2 separate regions of the Macaca mulatta genome follow, and region 1 is linked to region 2. A link is a contact called in public Hi-C data. All regions are on one chromosome and are shown on one strand. The core of a region is the stretch at or near the end of the contact, and the rest is flanking DNA. Distances in the headings are between cores, read along the strand shown.

Evidence for each region. A called contact is a pair of places that touch in the nucleus more often than the background predicts.
Region 1: a Hi-C map of CD4 T cells shows a contact between it and region 2, with 9 times the contacts expected there. The contact joins the promoter of GIMAP7 here to the promoter of GIMAP8 in region 2. A contact is called at or near these places in 3 of 14 Hi-C or Micro-C datasets (CD4 T cells, blood and liver).

What each region holds. Positions count from the first base shown.
Region 1 is chr3:189,942,129-189,948,269 of T2T-MMU8v2.0, reverse strand. GIMAP7 (GTPase, IMAP family member 7) reads right to left here and starts at 4,040. Exons shown (of 3, transcript XM_015135272.3): 1 at 3,749-4,040; 2 at 2,964-3,089. It also overlaps the pseudogene LOC713371.
Region 2 is chr3:189,835,252-189,841,556 of T2T-MMU8v2.0, reverse strand. GIMAP8 (GTPase, IMAP family member 8) reads right to left here and starts at 2,442. Exons shown (of 5, transcript XM_001098321.5): 1 at 1,846-2,442.

The sequences.
Region 1 (6,141 bases), core at 2,791-5,290, 110 kb before region 2:
ACCAGTAAAAGTTAAAAGAAATGGAACAAATAAACCTAATTGCATTTTGTGTCAAGGATGAACCACACAAAGATTTGTCCTGAGAGGCTTGAAAATATAGTATTAATAATTTCACTGTGTGTGTGTGTGTGTGTGTGTATGTGTGTGTACTGTTTTGAAGTCCATCTAAAAGGCATAAACCATGGTCAGCCAAGTAGCAATGAGTGCACTTAACACCCAGATTGTGATCTTCAAATGGCATTTCCCACAAAATAAATTAGGACTACTAGGAAAAAGTACTGATTGCAGGTCTGGGCCAGTAAACATACAAGTTTAGCCTATAACATCTTTCATACTAGAAAGCAGGGATGTTATCAAAAATTACTTAGTTTTATCAGAAGAACTTGGAAGCTATCTTAAAGAGGTTCCAACTGGACAAAGATGGAACAATTTGAGCATCACTAATAAAGATTGTTCCAATGGATTAAAATATACCAAATATATTGAAATCCAGTAGTTTATAACAACACCATGTTCCTGAAAGAAGCTAATTGCTCCCTTGGAAGTATGCTAGGAAAGTGACTCATCATGCTGAACAATGACAACTAAAGGGAAAGAAGCATTTATTTTGTCTTTCATACATCTCATCTTTTAACTATATCTCACAAAAGTGAAAGAATCGCTGAATGAAAGTTCCTTTGCATAGGACTATTCCATCTAATAAATGAATAAAGAATGATAGAATATCATCTTTTGGTAACTTTTAATGAAACAAATTCATTCTAGACAATCATTAACATCTGCTAACATCACAAAAAGAGAGACACTCAAATATTATGTGCCTTCTAATGGAAGTTTAGGATAGCATCTATGAAGTATTCCCACTAAAAAAACAAAGTCAAACTTTAATCTGATCCAACCTCCCCATTAATATAAATTCACAGAAAACACTAGAGCTAGAAGTGAATGTTAAATGACATTGTTAGGATGCATTCAGCAGTATGAATACTGTCCAGTTCTGTTGGACAAAAGACCTTCCCTTCCTTAAACAAAGAAATTTAACACAACATTAAGTGAAACTTAAGAGATGTCAAACAATTGTAATGTATGAATTTTACTTAGATCCTACCTCAAATGATTTTAAAAATTATGAGATCTTCAGGGAAATCTGAATACAACTGGTAGTATTAAAATTTATAATTGTCTTTTGAAGCCTGTTTATGAAATTGTGGAAATGCTTTTAAATGCTCTTTATCTTTCAGAGACACATATGCAAATATTTACTGATAAAATGATGTAATGTCTGACATTTGCTTCAAAATAATCTGTGATAGAGTTGAGAATAGGAGCAGATAGTTGAACAAGACTGGCATAAATTGACAACTGTTAGATTGTAGTATAGGTACAAGGAAGTTCCTTATATTATTTTTACCTTTGAATAAGTATAAATTTTCCTCAAATAAAAAAATGAACCCATGTATAGTGTAACCACTATCGAGTATATAATGCATATCAGAACACCCTGATAAAACATGTTTTGTATATTTCGTTTACTCTTCAAAAATACTCTACAGTGAAACTAATTTTATTATTCTAATTTTTTAAATGAGGAAGCTGGTGTGGCTCAAAAATTCTGGGAAACATGCCTCTGGTCACTGTGCTAATAGGTATTGAGCAGAGAAGACATTCGATTCAAAGTCTGTCTGACTCTACCATGCTCACTCTTAACCTTGCACTCTACCGCCTGTTCTTGGTTACTCTCAGGCCATGATTCTAAATTTTCATTGACATGGCATCAGAGATAGATCAGTGGAGGGCAAAGGAGATGATCCACACTTTCTGCAAAAAAGTGAGCTGGGAGCCAGCCTGTGATAAGGGAACCGTGAGGAGGGCTCTGCATTTCTCATGGACTTTTCCATCTCTCCCATATTGAGAAGCCAAACGTGAGAGAGACAGTCAGAAAAATCACTTTAAAACTTTCTCAAGTGGTTCTTGGAGATCCAGAGGACCTCCAGCTAAGAGACAGGCTGAGAAGTGACAAAAGCATTTACAACAGAGGTGGACAGTTCTAAACTGTGGCCAGACCCAACAGTTCTAGAAAATTTCATAAGCTCCTTGAGATTTAGTTCCCTCCGCTATAAAAAGGGAAAATAAAACCAATCTTGCAGGGTTGTCCTTAGGCTTTCATAGAGTGATTTCTATAAAGGTCTTTTATAGCAACTCTTTTTGTATTGAATGGCGGAGCAGCCCCACAAGTTATACTGTTAGGGACACAGCTTGTCTCTGCTTAATGCTGGAAAAACTCAGCAGGCTGAATTCTAGTGTTCCTCTGCCATGAGTGATCTGGGTACCCCTTGGATTTGGGATTCTGGGTTAGGATTCTGGGTACCCCTTGAATTGGGATTCTGATTCTTTTTCAGTAAGAAGAGGGACTTAGACAGGTGGACCCTAAATTGCCTGTCACCTCTACGAATCTGCCTTAGGAGCCCTTAATTTCTTATGCAGGTTATCAGGCAATACTCTGTGTCTATCACAACAGCCAGTGAGTGGAGGGTGCACTATGCAGCCACGCATGTTCTGTTACATATGAGATGCATAGACTCAGCAAACACATCTCCTCACTGCCCTTCCTTCTCACCCCTCCCACAACACCTTCTATGCAGTGCTGCTAGCACAGTGCCCTGTCCCTCCTCAGGGCAGAGTCCACTCCACCCACACACCCTGTCTTCACTGCCCTTCACAGCCCAATAGCACCAAGCCCTCTTCTCAGCCAGGCTCATCTTCTCTTGAACAAGTTGAGTTTTCAAGTGCAAATAAATCTCCTCACTCCCCTTCCTACTCACCCCTCCCACAGTCCCTTCTCTGCAGTGCTGCTGGCACAGTGCCTTGTCCCTCCTAAGGGCAGAGTCCACTCCACCCACACATCCTGTCCTCACTGCCCTTCACAGCCTGATACCCCCGGCCCTCTTCTCAGCCAGGCTCACCTTCTCTTGAACAAGTTGAATTTTCAGATTTTCTCCAAGGAGGCTGCTTGAGCTGTTGCTTTTGCTTTGACTATGAGGCAGAAGTGCCTGCACCCCCACCAAAGCCTCTAAGTCAGGAAGCTCAGACTGGGTGGAGCCACAAAAAAAAAAAAGTTTGTCTTTAAAGAAACAGAAATACTGATCCATAATCTGGTGATTGCTTCAATTTTGCTGGTTGAAACCTTTTGCCCATGGGCCTGCTGTAAACACCATTTCCAAAGCTACAATTTTTGCTTCAGGTTATAGTGATGGGTGCAAAAAAGCCTTATTAAACGACCCAAATATTGCCTAGAAAACAAGGCACAGGATCTGATTCTCTTCCCTGGGTGGAGTGGGAGGCTGAGGGGTGATTTGGGGAAGAAGGGAGACAGGCATATACCTTGCTGTTTCCAAGCGTAGAGCTGGGGGTTCTTACTGATTGTGTAATATGGGTTTTTAATTGTAGTCTTTCAGGAAGGCCTCAAGTTACTCATTCAAAAGTTAACAGCACTGAGGCTCAAAGGCAGAGTCTAAATCATTAGGAACCATGGAAAAAAAGGAAGGTGAGGCCTGGAAAAATAATCTGCCCTTGACCACATAGTTTCTCTAGTTGCTTTTCATATAATTCTTCCAAGTTTGAAAATACGCATGACCTAACAAGTAAAGATGCACCCATGGAATAGATCCTACATCCCTTCCCCACCTTCCTCTCTACCCCACATCTTCCTACTCCAGTCTCAGGCAGAGATAGATTTTCCCAAATTTACCCAGTGGATGGTTCCAATCTGCTCTGGAGGTTTCTTGAGGTGAGAGGCATGCTCCCAAAGCTCTCGCAGTTGACCAGATATTCCGGTTGGCTCCATAAGAATACTATGTTTAGAGTTCCAAGCCCATAGCCCCTGTCGCGGCCTTGCCACCCTCCAGCACCCCATGCCAGGAGCGGGCCTAGAGCACTCGCCTTGCCCCTCCATGATCCGGGCTCCGGCACCTGCCCAGGTCCGCACCACTGGCAGCCTGAAGGGAGTCGCTGGCCGTGGTCGCCGCTAGGTATGATGTATCTGCATCTTGAAAGGAAGATGAAACAAAAGCCTTCTTTTGAATATTTGGATTTTTGTCACTTTCTGTGAACTAAAGCGATTTGGTGTCTCCTTTGGATTGTTTCTGCACTTCAAGAACACAAGTTGGATCACTCAAACCCAAAACACAAACCTGAAACCAGCATCCATCAATACTTGGTCGATGAGCCAACCCTTTCCTGGTCGGGTCCATCCACTAGAGCCAGTGAAGTAGTATGTTCCATCAACATTTCTCACTATGAGCTCCAAGTAGAAATAGGAAGAGGATTTGACAACTTGACTTCTGTCCATCTTGCACGGCATACTCCTACAGGAACACTGGTAACTATAAAAGTTACAAATCTGGAAAACTGCAATGAAGAATGTCGAAAGTTTTACAGAAAGCCATGATTCTATCCCACTTTTTCTGGCATCCCAATATTACAACTTATTGGACAGTTTTCAGTGTTGACAGCTGGCTTTGAGTTATTTCTCCATTTATGGCCTATGGTTCAGCAAGTCAACTCTTGAGGGCCTATTTTCCTGAAGGAATGGGTAAAACTTTAATAAGAAACATTCTCTTTGGAGCAGTGAGAGGACTGAACTATCTGCACCAATATGGCTGTATTCATAGGAGTAGTAAAGCCAGCCATATCCTCATTTCTGATGATGGCCTCGTGACCCTCTCTGGCCTGTCTCATCTGCATAGTTTGGTTAAGCATGGACAGAGCCATAGGGCTGTGTATGATTTCCCACAGTTCAGCACATCAGTGCAACCATGGCTGAGTCCAGAACTACTGAGACAGGATTTACATGGGTATAATGTGAAGTCAGATATTTACAGTGTTGGGATTACAACATGTGAATTAGCCAGTACGCAGGTGCCTTTCCAGGATATGAAGAGAACTCAGATGCTGTTACAGAAACTGAAAGTTCCCCCTTATAGCCCATTGGATATCAGTATTTTCCCACAATCAGAATCCAAAATGAAAGATTCCCGGTCAGGTGTAGACTCTGGGATTGGAGCAAGTGTGCTTATCTCCAGTGGAACTCACACAGTAAATAGTGACCGATTACACACACCATCCTCAAAAACCGTCTCTCCTGCCTTATTTAGCTTTTTACCACTGTGTTTGCAACAAGATCTGGAGAAAAGGCCATCAGCAAGCAGTTTATAGTCCCATGTTTTCTTCAAACAGATGAAAGAAGATAGCCAGGATTCAATACTTTCACTGTTGCCTCCTGCTTATAACAAGCCATCAGTGTCATTGCCTCCAGTGTTACCCTGGACTGAGCCAGATTGTGATTTTCCTGATGAAAAAGACTCATATTGGGAATTCTAGGGCTGCCAAATCATTTTATGTCCTATATACTTGACACTTTCTCCTTGCTGCTTTTTCTTCTGTATTGCTAGGTACAAATACCAGAATTATACTTGAAAACACAGTTGGCGCACTGGAGAAGCTATTATTTTAAAATCACTCTGTTCAAAGGGGCATCAGTTTGTAGTCCCTTCGGTTCACACAGAGTGCTATGACAACTCCAAGGAAACATCAGAACTACTAATCTAGCTAGTGTTATTTATTCTGGAAATTATTCTAAGCTGTGACTAACTCTCTTGATCTCTCAATATAATTTTTGAGTCAGTTAATTTTTTCAGTATTTTGCTGTCCTCTTGGGAATGGTCCTTCAGAGGATAGTGCTTCCAAATACATCTTCTCCCAGATTCTCTGGCCTTTTTAATGAGCTATTGTTAAACCAACAGGCTAGTTTATCTTGCATCAGACCCTTTCATGGTAGAGGGAAAATGTCCTTACTTTCCCTTTTTCTTCTGTTAATACTTATGGTAACATCTAACTCGGCCTCACTCACATTAAATGATTCACTTGAAATATATAAAAAAGAATACTGTGTTTAAAAATAAAAATAAAAAAGGAATATTATGTTTTTGATTTTGTGTGTATGTGTATATGTGTGTGTGCACAAAACTCGGGGCTTTTTTTCTGCTGCCACAATGCTAGATAAATGCAAAGCTTAACTTATTAAGATAGTGCAGAAATAATAACAGGAGATGAAAGGTATAGTACTGTTCTAGCTCTTACACA
Region 2 (6,305 bases), core at 1,193-3,692:
AACATTGTGCCTGGCATGTAGTATATGCTCAATACGTGGTGTTAAATGAATGGTCGATCACAGGAGAGACAGAAATATGAAGAAAAGAAGAAAAACGGTTTTTAGAACTGAGAGGAAGGCCGAGCACAGTGGCTCACTCCTGTAATCCCAACACTTTCGGAGGCCAAGGCGGGCAGATCCCTTGAGATCAGGAATTTGAGACCAGCCTAGTCAACATGATGAAACCCCATATTTATTAAAAGTACAAAAATTAGCCGGGCATGGTGGTGGGTGCCTGTAGTTCCAGCTACTTGGGAGGCTGAAGCAGGAGAATTGCTTGAAATCTGGAAGGCAGAGGTTGCAGTGAGCTGAGATCACACCACTGCACTCCACCCTGGGCGACAGAGCGAGACTCCGTCTCAAAGCAAAAAAAAAAAAAAAGAACTGAGAAGCAGACAAAAGAGATGTCACTTTGAATAGTAAAAGGGAAGTGACTTAAATTGTGTGTGTGTGTATATATATATATATGCAAGTGAAGTGAGATGTCTCTGCAAATTAATGTAAGAAAAAAAGACACTAGTGAGTAAACAGCAAGCTGAAGGAAGCAGAGGCCTCCCACAGGCCTGAAGAAGAAAGAAATTTCTTTCCCAATTAGGCGGCACAGCCTTGCATGGTTCCCCAGCAGAGTATGACCAAACCGATGAATCTTTGCTGGACTCCTGCCTGCAGCTCCACATGATGTCAAGACCTGCACACACACGCACACACACATGCACGCACACATGCACACTCCTACCACACATACAGCTTCCCAGCTGGTAGCCCTTCAGCCCAGCATGTAGAAAGTGCACTTAAGGACAAAAAGGAACCCAAACTCACCCTCCCTCACGCTCTGCCAGCCCACGTTTCCCTCTGCTCAATCTCCCAGGCCACTCTGGAGGCCCCAGCAGAGCAACTGAGAGAAAAAGAGAGCGTTCTTCCTGTAATTCACTGAAGACTGTAAAGGCAGCCTCCGCCTCCTTCTCAGGAAACAGCCCAAGGCAAATGTGGACTCAGGCATCTGAGCACAGCGTCCAGCCATGCGAGGATTCATCCCACATCTAGTCACAGTTCCCACTTATAGAGCAGGGTGGTCAGAGATGGCTCCAGAGCCCAGCGTGGGGGAGACCTTAGGCCCAGCCCAGCAGGGCAACCATCAAGAGGAAGGGAAGGGGTTAACTGCTGAGGGCCAGGTTGGCTGAAATGTAGATGAAATGAGAAATACTGTTTTTGGTAAGGTATTGACCCCTCCAATGCCCAGTTCACAGAATCCTAACTGTGCAAGGGGCAGGAAATACCAGAAAAGCAGACATGGAAAAATCAGCATCCCCCCACCCCCTGCTTTAGGAGCGCCGCTGGCTTCCTCCTGGGGGCTGCTCTGCGGCACCATCTAGCTTCATGGGACTTCTGACAGGCTCCTTCCGCCTGCTTCTTCCTCCCTTCTGCCAGCCTCAGCCCTCCTCCTCTTCAGGGCTCACGCCCACTCCCCCACGCAACTTCTGTCAGGACAGCCACTCTCACCGATGTCTGGGAATGTGCCTCTGTCCCCATCCTGCGGAATCTGCTCCCCACCAGGCTGGGGAGACACGCTTTGGACCAGGAGGAAAGCTTTCCAGGGTCCCTGCGATCCAACCCCACAAGCAGCCTCTTCTCCCATGGCTGAACAGGCGACCTTCCCGGTGCCAAGCCCATCCTCCCCCACAGCTATGCACCAGCACACACATCTACACACGTGTGCACACGTCACACATGCACTGCAGTCCTGTCCCATGGCGTCCCAGTCTCCAGGCTCTGCAATCCACCTGGCTCCATCCCTCCATCTCTCACCTGGGTGGAAGCAGCTGCTGGTCCCCCAGGGCACAGGATGTGAGGAGGGCGAGGAGGGTGAGGGGAGAACACCGGAGAGCAACCCTCTTCCCAGGCCTGGTCCTCCTGGCAGGAGGGTTTCGGGTGTTTCTGCAAAGGAAGAGATTTCTAGAAACAGCCTTCACAATCACAGAGGCATGCAGTTGGAGAGGAAGTTCCGTGTGCAGGCCACAGGCTCAGCACGTCAAGAGCCATCAGGGCTCAGGGAGGAGCCAGCATTGGGGACACACGTGCCTTCCCTGGGTGCTGAGTGCCTTGTGGAGTCACAACACAGCAGAAACTGAGGAGCCTGGCCTCTCCCGCAGCTGTAGACTGAGAGGAGGGAGGAGAAATGACAGCAGAGACTTGGCCAGGGGCTGGGGCACCGGGGCGGGTGCCAGGCTGAGCTTCAGAAGGGCTGCAAGAACAGGGGCTTGGATAGGGCAGGAGAAGGACGTCAAGCCGGTTCCTGTTCCTGAGAGGACAGAGATTGGGGCTCCGCTACAGGCTCCGAGCAAAGCCAGCTCCTGGCCTCTGTGTGCTCTGAAGTGGCCTTTAGGACTTCCTCTAACAAGTCCTTCCTCGCTTCCCTTGCCTTCCCTAAAACCCACAACCCAGGGAACTCCGAGCCTGACAGACCAGCGCTGCTTCTCAGGGAATGAATGCTTTTCCCCAGCTTGCAAAACATGTGAAATGCCATGCTTCGATGCTTTCAAATATTTCACAAAATGAAACCCCTTTTGTGAAAGAACATAGTGTCCCAAATCCCTGGTCTCTACTTCATAAGGAAGTCAAACACGGAGGAAGACTTCTTTAAAAACCTTTACTGGGGTAAAAATGATGTAACATTAAATGTACCATCTTAACCACGGTAGAAAGTACATTCACATTGTTGTGTGCCAGGTCTGCAGGACTTTTCATCCTGCAGCACCCAGATTCTCCCCATTACACCCCAACTCCCCTCCCCAAACCCCAGCCCGGGTAACCACCGTTCTACTTTCCATTTCTATGATTTTTTTTTTTTTTTTTTTTTTTTTTGAGACAGAGTCTTGCTCTGTTCCCCAGGCTGGAGTGCAATGGTGAGATCTCGGCTCACTACAACCTCCACCTCCCAAGTTCAAGCTATTCTCCTGCCTCAGCCTCCCGAGTAGCTGGGATTAGGCATCCGCCACCACACATGGCTAATATTTGTATTTTTAGTAGAAATGGGGTTTGCCATGTTGGCCAGGCTGGTCTTGAACTCCTAACCTCAAGTGATCCACCTGCCTCGGCCTTCCAAAGTGCTGGGATTACAGGTGTGAGCCACCACGCCTGGCCTGTTTCTATGATTTTTGGCAACGTCAGATACTCATGTGAGTGGAGTCCCACAATGTCTGCCCTTCTGAGACTGAGCAGAATGCCCTCGAGGTTCGTCCAAGTGAGTGCGGAACCGTCTGCACTCTGCACGCCGGGCTGTCTTCACGGAATGCAGAGGCTGGGGCCTCGAGGGACTGGAGCTCACTGCAGTTTTCCAAATGTCTGAGGTGGTGCTGAGCTTTCCAAAGGGACCCCACAGAAGGAGGAGCAGTGGGGGTAGCTGAAGTAGAGGGGCATGCTTCAGATATGAAGTCTCTATAGTAGTCAAAACCACAGGCTTTGGGGTGCTGCTGTCAGCCTATCACATCCCAAGGGATCCACCCTCTCCGTGGACTGGTCTTCATGCGCCAGCCTTGAGGGCTGCTCTACCTTGTTATGAACCTGAAGGAAACCCTGGTTATGCTGGGATGGCCCAAGAAGAGGTTTGGGGACACACAGGACACATCTTGATGGGGAAAACTGACAAAGCCCCTCCTCCCATGTCCCACTCCACCTGCCTCCTCATTAAAAGAGGATCTATTTTGGAAGAACCCCCACCCTTCCTTTGCAGTAGGTCAATGCACATAAAATCAACTCATTAAAATGATAAGACAAAAACCCTAAGCCAGGTACTGCAGTTCATGCCCGCTGCAGTACTAACAGAGGCTCAGCAAGAAACTGTTTCCCTAAAATAGAGAAGAAAAGGCTCACTCATTCTTAAATGAAATATTAAGCATCCAGGGATTGCTCTGAGTAAAACTGAAGCTGCAAATAACTCCTCAAAGATTCAGGAAGTCGATTATTTGCTGAGTTGACCATTTTGCAAAATGATCTTTCAACAAATCAGCTTAATTGATTTCCGTGCAGAAGGAAGGTTGCCGGGTTCTGGTTTGGCACCGATCTGAGGAAGGATGGGGGCTCCCTGCCCTCTAGTGGCTTTGTGGTTAATGACAAGTGCAGCAAAATGCTCCGCAGCGGGCTGAGAGCCCTGACTCAGCAGGCAGGTGAAACAGTGCGGAGAAGGACTGGACTTCCGGAAATCGAATAAGCCAGGAAGACACATGTTACGCAAGCAAGGAGAAATCCACCAGGACCAAGCACCGTATTAGACACAGAGGGCACAAAGATTAGCAAGGCAAATTCCTGACTCAAGGGGCCCTAACTCAGTCTGAGAATGGGGAAAAAGACTACGCTGTGGTCACGAAACGAGGTAATATGCTGTGACAGAGATGCGTCCAGGCTGCCATGCAAGTGAAGAGGAGACGATGTAAACCCCACAAAACGGAAAAACAACCAACTGAGGAAATAAACTTATAAACAAATCAGTAAACCCGACATTTCCTGTGGCAGGTACTGCCATGGAGAAGACTGCAAGGCACAGTGGAGCGAAGGCCGCGCGGGAAAGGTAATGCCTAAGTCTTGAAGAGCTGTAAACATTTGCCTGTCAGATGACGGAGAGGACGCCTGAGGCAGAAGGAGAATGGCAAACGCCACCGCCATCGGGGCCCTAAGACAGCCCGGCAGGTGCGGGGAAAAAGCAGTCAGGCTGGAGAGGGAAGGACCCGGAAGGACCAGTCGGAGGCTGCTGCAGCGCCAAAGCTGGAAATGAGAACTAACACAGAGACAGCAGCAAGCGGAACAGATTTATTACAAATTTAGAAAATAGAAACAATAAGGCCGGGCCTGGTGGCTCATGCCTGTAATCCCAGCACGTTGGGAGGCCAAGGTCGGCGGATCGACTGAGGTCAGGAATTCGAGACCACCCTGACCAACCTGGTTAAACTAAAAATACAAAAAATTAGCTGGGTGTGGTGGCCCGTGCCTGTAATCCCAGCTACTCAGGAGGCTAAGGCATGAGAATTGCTTGAACCTGGGAGGCTGCAGTGAGCCAAGATCCCGACACTGCACTCCAGCCCGGGCGACACGAGTGAGACTGTCTCGGAACAAGAAAAAAGAAAAGAAAAGAGGAGAGAAAAGAAGAGAAACAGTAAAAGAATTTTTTAAAAAGATGAATTCACAGTTGTTAACACGATTGGAGCAGTTGCCACATCAAAGGGAGTGCTATTCACTGCAGACGCATCTTTGTTATTTTGGAAAACATGATTATACGCTGTTTCATTTCAAAGATGGAAAATGTGTGTGTTTCCTACAGCTTTGGCAGATGGTAGTAAAGTGTCTTGTGACTAAATTTGTATGTTTTGACAATGTTTTGATGGAATTAAGTATCTTGTTCAAATGGAGTCCATGTCTGTTATAGTAATTAAGAAATATTATACTTATTTTAAAACTTTTAACTTCTCCTGTAATCCCAGCACTTTGGGAGGTCGAATCAGGTGGATCACTTGAGATCAGGAGTTTGAGACCAGCATGGCCAACATAGTGAAACTCCGTCTCTAATAAAATACAAAAATTAGCCAGGCATGGTAGCATGCACCTGTAATCCCAACTACTCGGGAGACACCTTTTTCTGATTCTCATAAAGGGCAGTGGTCACCCAGGCTGCCTGGATGTGGAGCAGCCTGGCATCACAGTACTTTCTAGTGGCCTTTATGGATAGAGGGTTGAGAGGCTGGTGTTTTACTAGAGATGAGCACATCGGCGTGGGGATACTGGGCTTGAGGCTTCTAGAGACAGAGCAAGCAGGGGCATCCAAAGGTCTTGATTGATTCCTGTTTCCCAAGGATTCTTCATGCCCATCCTCCCACTGAAAACAACTAAAAATAAAGAGGATAAAAACATTTTTAAATCTTGTCGACACCATCCAAGGGCCAATGAGATGATAAAGAATGACTTTCCTCCAGCCTGTACTCTTGCTGGGGCGCAGGCACCCTGTGCCCAGCTGCAGCCCTCAACCCCACTCTGTACCTACATTCAACACAGCTCCCCTGAGCTTTGCTTACAGGTTTCCTTTTTCTTTTCTTGTTTGTTTTTGGTTTGGTGGGGGTGGGGGGTGCCGCTATTGCTGCTGCTGCTGGTGGTGGTTTATTGCCAAGTGAGACAAAGTGCCCTCTTTTTATTGCAACGGTGACTTTTCTTCACCTTCTTAGCTGGCAGCAAAGGCCTAAAAGAGTCAAGTTGCTTCTAGAAGATTCTAGAGAGATATAGGC